2 separate regions of the Zea mays genome follow, and region 1 is linked to region 2. Evidence: chromatin contacts called from public Hi-C data. All regions are on one chromosome and are shown on one strand. The core of a region is the stretch at or near the end of the contact, and the rest is flanking DNA. Distances in the headings are between cores, read along the strand shown.

Region 1 (3,775 bases), core at 707-3,206, 160 kb after region 2:
TACATGAAGGAATTTGTGGTACCCATCAACCGGCTCCAAAGATAAAGTGGCTGTTGCGAAGGTCTGGTTTTTATTGGCCTAATATGATAGCTGATATTTTCAAGTACTACAAGGGTTACCAAGTGTGTCAAAAATTCAGTGACCTACAGTTGGTCCCTGCAGCCGAATTACATCCTATCATCAAGCATTGGCCTTTCAGAGGATGGGAATTAGACTTTATTGGGGAAATTCATCCTTCATCATCAAAGGGGCATCGGTTCGTGTTAGTTTCCACTGACTACTTTACCAAATGGACTGAAGCCGTTGCTCTAAAGAACATGACACACAAGGAGGTAATTGAGTTCATAACTGAGCATATTATTCATAGATTCGGCATTCCCCAGACCTTTACTACAGATCAAGGGACTTCTTTTATGTCAAAGGAGGTACGTGAATTTGTTGAATTATATAGAATTAAGTTGCTTAATTCATCTCCATATTATGCTCAGGCCAATGGACAGACCGAGTCTAGTAATAGGACATTGATTAACTTGATAAAAAAGAAGATATCTGATAATCCTAAGCATTGACATAAGATTTTGTCCGAAGCTTTATGGGCTCACAGAATATCTAAACATAGTGCTACTAAAGTGTCTCCTTTTGAGCTTGTCTATGGGCAGGAAGCAGTATTGCCTGTGGAAATAAGTTTGAATGCTGTCAGGTTTGCCAGACAAAATAATCTAACCATCACTGATTATTACAATTCAATGATGGATAATATTGATGAGGTGGCCGACAAGAGGGTGATAGCTTTGGGAGCAATAGAAAAGGACAAGATCATGGTAGACACTAGACAGGGCCTACAACAAGAAGGTCAAAGCAAAGTCATTTCAAGTAGGGGACCTGGTGTGGAAGACCATTCTGCCTCTAAGGAATAAAGACCGGAAGTTTGGAAAATGGTCACCAAGCTAGGAAGGTCCTTATAAAGTAAAACATGTAATGTCTGGTAACACCTATTTATTGCAAACATTACAAGGCAAGGATTTACCAAAGGCATTGAATGGGTGTTTTCTCAAGCAGTACCATCCTAGTATGTGGCAAGATGCTTAAGAAAACCGATGTAATCACATCGAGTTAAAATGCTTTTGGTTTGCTCAGCTCCACCAAAAGGTTGGAGGCATATGTTGGGCACCAAAATGAGAGGCCGGACGGTTCGGCCCTGGGGCCGGACGGCCCGCGGTCCGGACAGTCCGCGCCTGTGGGCTGAACGGTCCGCGCAGGCGCAGAACAGATTAGGGTTCCGAGTTTCTTGCTATGTTTGTTGGCGAGAATCTCGGGATAAGCTCGGAAATTAGTTTGTAAAGGGTTCAGCCCCCCTCCTCTATAAATAGAGAGGTATACGGCCGATTTGTAATCATCAATCGAATTAAAAACACTTCTATTTCGCATTTATTTCCTAGGAATAGTTCTAGTCTAGTTCTATTTTAGCCTTCTGATCCCCCAAATTCTTCGCTTCTCTTCGACTCTACGTCGATTAGAGGAGTCTAGATCGGCCTGTCCGAGCCTAGACAACTTATAGGATCTCTCCTCCTCGACAGGGTCCCTCCCGGGAGCGAGATCCAAGCGCCGCCGCTGATCTTCCGCCACCCCTGTGCACGCGCGGACCGTCCGGCCGTCAGGCAGGAACCCTAGCCTCGCACCAGGCCGCGGACCGTCCGGCCTCTGCGCGCGAACCATCCGGCCTCTGCGCGCGGACCGTCCGCCCCTGTGCAGAGAGCACCGCCGCTAGTTCGTGTTGAGTGTTCGGTGCCCTAAAAAGGTGTCAACAGCGTAGATGACATATTTGATAATGGTATTCAAACGAAAAGCTTTTTAAAATGATGGTAAAACGACGACTCTACGTTTCATAATGATATAATTTCAAATTTGTCTTCATCACATAGTGCAAAAAAGCACCAGAAAAGCCGTACGGACGCTGAACAACACGCATTCCTACAATCGGACAATCCTACTCCAAGCATTGAGGGACACGGAGGCGGCGCCGTTCGGCACTGCACGCTCACGGGCTCGCGCATTAGTGGATACTCTCCCCCGGCGCCACGAAATCGTCCGCTCTCACCACCTTCCATCGGTCCCTCACGATCTTGCCAAGAATCCAAGATCCGCCTGCGGTAGCTAGCGGTCCTATCTTGATCCGATGGTGTCACCGACTCCGGGAGGGAAGGATGCAAGGGAGGGTGGCGGCAAGGCGGAGTGGATGATCTACGCCTTCGTGGCGCGCGGCACCGCGGTGCTGGCGGAGTACACGGAGTTCACCGGCAACTTCCCCGCCATCGCCGCGCAATGCCTGCAGCGGCTACCCGCCGGGTCGTCCTCCGCCGGCACCGGCCCTGACGGCCGTGGCGATGCGCCGGCACGGTTCAGCTACGCCTGTGACCGACACACATTCAACTTCCTCTTGTACCGCGGCTACGGTGAGATACGAATACGATGCGACCAATCGACGCCTTTTAAACTTTTAAGACTTTTGCTAGTAGAAGTAGGAGGTGCTATAGCGTATAGCCTATGGGGGACCAATGATTCTAAAACTCGACCTGCGGGAAAAGAGTTCCACCCATACATAGCGACACGGAAACCATGTGAGAACGACCACGATCGGGGCTGAGTCTTAGACCCGTGCTTTGGCGTGGGACAAACGAGGAGATTTTTTAACCACAACCTAAAATTCGCTCACACGGAGAGTCAACCCAGGACCAGACCATCTAACCAACTCGGCTAGAGGCACTTTCGCGGGACCAATTATTCTAATTTGTTATGCTTTCTTAGTGGTGCTAAAAATGACAGTGGCAAAGCTCCAACCTTGATTACTTCAGCTTGTACTACATAAGTAAAAAAACTAGAATCGGAGCTCGGGATTCTTTTGCAATCGGATTGCAAGATCACCCCCATAAAGGTATTTTCATTAATCGCCAGACTGGAACTATAAAAGTTCAACAACAATGTTGGTTATCAACCAAGAGCCTAAACTCTTTTGTCATGTGTGATCATGTTGATCCTGCATTGTTGTGGATCTTACAGATCTGGCTACAAGCCTACATAGTCCATTTGTTTCAAATTTCAAATTATAAGATGTTTTGGATTTTCTAGATATGTTACTTCATAATGTATATCTAAGTGTATAGTCAAACTTATGAATATAGAAAATTCAGAACGTCTTATAATTTATAATGGAGAGAATACAACTTAACTGCTATAGATCACATGATTATGATAATCTGTATATTTATGGTTACACATTTGCTATATGAACATTTTGTAGCCTATTGTGTAGTTGCGGAGGAATCCGTTCCAAAGAATGTCTCAGTGGCATTTCTTGAAAGGTTAAAAGATGACTTCATGAAGAGATATGGTGGTGGTAAAGCTGACACAGCTCTTGCAAAATGTCTAAATAAAGAATATGGGTATGTCTTGTAATAACTAATAAGTTCTGCTGAGAATGCACAGAATGTTTTATTGTTTTTTCCCCTGAAAAATGAGCTTTTCATCAATGCAGACAAGTTATAAAGCAGCACATTCAATATGTTCTTGATCATTCAGAGGAACTAGATAAAATGTTAAAAGTGCAAGCCCAAGTTTCAGAAGTGAAAAATATAATGTTAGACAGCATAGAAAAGGTATGTTATTGTGTTGTTATTCGTCGATGTGTATAGCAGCACCTGAAACAACATAGAACAGGACCAGGATTCCATGATTAATGTGTCCTCTCCTTGGTTGATGATATAGGCGCCACATAGAG
Region 2 (3,897 bases), core at 1,088-3,587:
TGTTTGGGGAACATTTCATTTCCTTCATTGACTGGAAACAAATAAGTGCTTCATTGATTTCTTCAGCTTTCACTAAAGCATCCATAAGGCTGTTCCATGTGTAAACATTTGGTGCCAAACCCTTCTTCATCATCTCTTCTAATATCAAATAAGCTTCATCTATCCTACCAACCTTTCCAAACCCATCGATGAGAGAGCTATACACAATAACATTCAATTCTATTCCTTTTGATTTTGCTTCCTCAAAAAGCATGTAAGCTTCATCTAACCTATCAATCTTAGCTAAACCATCAATAATTGACCCATATGTAGCAACCGTAGGAGGTACATGTTTCACCTTCATCTCTTCAAGAGCTTCATAGGCCTTGTCCACCTTTCCAGATTTGCAGAACCCATCAACAACAGCATTATAAGCCCGAGCATCAAGAGCAAAACCTCGCTGCTTCATGGCATGGAAAATGCTGGAAGTTTCCCTAGCTTGGCCAGCTTTTGTGAGACCATGAATCAAAATGGAATAACTTCGTACATCCGGAAGGAAACCATAACCTTTGATATCCTCAAATATTGCCCTTCCCTTTTCAACGTCACCAGCTTTGAAAACACAATCCATGTATGTATTCAGTAGAGTAAGATCAGGCTGGCATCCTCGACGATTCATCTCTTTGAAGATTTTGTGTCCATCTTCCTTCCTCCCATGCATGAAGAAATTCCTTATCAAGGATGTATAAACAACAGGATTAGCATTGTGGCCTGTATCTAGCATGTTTTCAAATAACCTATAAGCATCATCAACATTTCCTTTCTTTCCTAATCCATCAATAAGAGAACAATAAGTCACAGAATTAGGATTGCAACCTCTCTGACTTGCAGTTTCAAACATCTCATAGGCCTCCTCAAACTTCTTTGCTTTGCAGAGCCTATCAACCATTATATTCACTGTCAACAAGTTAGGGAACAAACCAACACGTTCCATCTCATCCCGTATCACATAGGCCTCCTCAACCCTTCCAGCCATGCAAAGCATACCAATGATGATGTTATATGTAGAGGAATTTGGCTCTGCATCCTTTTTCATTGCCTCAAACAAGATCAGTGCTTGATCAACTTCACACTTCTTCCCAAGGCAAGTGAGAATCGAATTAAATGACACAACAGATGGAATACAACCCCTATCCTTTAACTGATCAAGAAGCTTATAGGCATTCTCAAACTGGCCTGCTGACCCATAACCCATGATCATTGTATTATACGCATACGCACAAGGCACAGCTCTTTCTGTCTCCATCTGACCAAACAGCTCCTCAGCCTCACTTAGCTTCCCTGCCTTGCACAACACCCAAATCATGCTCGTGTACGATACATCATCTGGCTTGAACCCTTGCGACTTCAACTCATGGAAGAACTTCCAGGCCATGTCCACATTCCCAGCCTTCCCGAAACAATCAATACACACATTGTACAGCACAATGTCAGGCTCGAGGCAGTTCCCCTTCACCTCGTCCACTAGTGCCAGGGCTCCCTCAACGCGCCCCTCACGGGCCAAAGCCCGCACCAGCGTCGTGAACAGCGGCACGCCCACCTCGTACCCGACTTCCTGCATCTGCCGCAGCAGTTCCAGCGCGCGTTCAGGCCGCCTGGCCTCCGCCATTGCGCCGATCAGCACGGTGTACGCCGAGAACGCTGGGCGGAACTTGAGCCGCCTCATTGTCCCAATCATGCGCTCGGCGTCGTCAAGGCGGTGGGTGCGCACTAGTGCCGCGACAAGGTCGGCGCAGGTGGGGTTGGGAACGCCGTACCCAAGGACGCTCATTTCCTCGAGAACTTCTTCCATGGCTGCGAGGTCGTGGAAGAGGAACGGGAGGACGGCGTTGTATGCGTCGGCGGGGAGCGGGTGCGGGGAGGCGGAGGAGGAGGCAAGGAAGAAGGGAGCGGCGAGAGAGGGGTTCTTGAGGGACCGTAGGACGGTTATAACGGCATCGCCGGCGGAGGCGGAGGCAGTGGAAAGGGAGGAAGAGACGGCGCCGGCAAGGTCGGGCGTCCAGGAGGGTGCGGCGGAGAGGAGGCGGAGAAGCTCGGTGGCGAGAGTGTTGGGGTGGTGCGGTGGGGGTGGTTTTGTGGAGAGGTAACGCCGGATGCGGAGAAGGGTGGGTGCGACGAGGACCTGGCGGCGAGCCGCCGGTGCCCACAGCGCCGCCGCCGCCATAGAGAGGGATTGATAAAAGAAAAACCCTAGCTGAGAATCAAGGCGGCTTGCCCATTTGGGAGATACTAGCAAGCATGGAATCAGATCCTCTGAAGTTGGCCGAAATGACCTACTCTACAGTTCCTCATCTGCTCCGTTTGTCCCAAATCCAACGATGATAAACTAACGACTCATCTCCCACGCAATGGAGCTGGGCTTGCAATTGCAACCGTTGCGGCCCAACAAAAGCACGTACTGCTCAGCTTTTTTTGGCGCGGCGTCTTGTTTTTCGGCGCAAGGACTAGCAGATAGCAAGTGTTTTTTTTGTATATTATGTTGATGCTAGCAAATGTCCTTTAATTATACATAAATATGCTTATTATGAGTTTGTAAAACTGGAACTGCATATGCGTGTTGAGCGCCAAAAGGGTGATCGCACGGTCCGCACTGGTGGTGCGGACCGTCCTCGCGCGTAGAACTAATTAGGGTTCCGAGTTTTTGCTACGGTTGTTAGCTAGATTCGCGGGATTAACTCGGGAGATTGGTTTGTAATGGGTCCAACCCCCTCCTCTATAAATATAGAGGAATACGGTCGATTAATAATCATCAATCGAATCAATAATCAGTTCATCTCTCGTTTTTTACCTTATGCATTAGGAGTAGTTCTAGTTTAGTTCTAGTTTAGCCTCTCAATCTCTAAATTCTTCGCTTCTCTTCGCTTCTACGTCGATTAGAGGTGTTTAGGGTGGTCTGTCGATCCTAGGCATCATCTAGAATCTCTCCTCCCCGACGGGGTCCCTCTCGGGAGCGAGATTCAGGCACCGTTGGCGAACTCCGCTGCCCCTGCGCACGCGCGGACCGTCCGGCCCATCAGGCAGGGAACCCTAGTGAAAGGGAAATGTGCCTTTGAGCAATTTCTATTATGTTTTGGTGATTAAGTGTATAACACATTTAATTGAGTTCTTAAGTGCTAAATGAAGAAAGAAGTGCAAATCAAAAGAATGTATGTTTCTGTTGGGGACTTGTTCTCAAATGCTATGAATTAAGAACAAGGCAGCACAAGATGTTAAATGTTAATGCCCTTCATCCTTCGATGCATTATTTCCCTTAGGATATAATGATCTTCAGACGAAGGTCATGAAGGACATACCTTCATCATCGCAGTATATGTTAAATAAAAAGAAGAAGCATATGACATGTAAGAAACAACATAAACAATCATATAACATTATCAATTTATTCTTATTATATGATCATGGAAAGGCGAATACAATATTAAATTACAAAAGTACCTTCGACTTGATAGAAGGCAAGAAAGTACAAGCGTGATGCAAAATCAAGCACAAGTCAGCGTGAACAGTATGTGGGTACTGTTCACCTATTTATAGGCACAGGACATAGCCTATGAGAAATTACAGTCATGCCCTTTACATTTACTATTGGCTTATAGAAAAATCTATGAGGACTGGATAGCCTTTTCCCCTTTAAGTCGATTCCTTTTCCCGTGATTGAGCCGAAGCTCCTTTGTGCATAGCTTCGAAGTAACGACAACCTTCGTCACGATCATGTCATTCTCATCGTATATGTCTTTAATCCTGAATTCGAAGGTACCTATTTATAAAACATGCTTGGCAAACACTGTTAAATTACGTTTTTGAGGACCTTCGGAGGATGAAGGCCCCCAACAGTATTAATTTGTTTAGGATAACGAATTC

What was found. Hi-C and Micro-C count contacts between places; a contact is called where the count stands out from the background.
Region 1: a Hi-C map of tassel shows a contact between it and region 2, with 2.2 times the contacts expected there. The contact joins the promoter of LOC100283894 here to the promoter of LOC103633782 in region 2. A contact is called at or near these places in 4 of 25 Hi-C or Micro-C datasets (ear, endosperm, leaf and 1 more).

Annotation. Positions count from the first base shown.
Region 1 is chr7:26,424,886-26,428,660 of Zm-B73-REFERENCE-NAM-5.0, forward strand. LOC100283894 (vesicle-associated membrane protein 724) reads left to right here and starts at 1,957. Exons shown (of 5, transcript NM_001156792.2): 1 at 1,957-2,453; 2 at 3,299-3,440; 3 at 3,533-3,653. The coding sequence starts at 2,177.
Region 2 is chr7:26,264,456-26,268,352 of Zm-B73-REFERENCE-NAM-5.0, forward strand. LOC103633782 (pentatricopeptide repeat-containing protein At3g06920) reads right to left here and starts at 2,338. Exons shown (of 2, transcript XM_020541033.2): 1 at 1-2,338. The coding sequence starts at 2,203.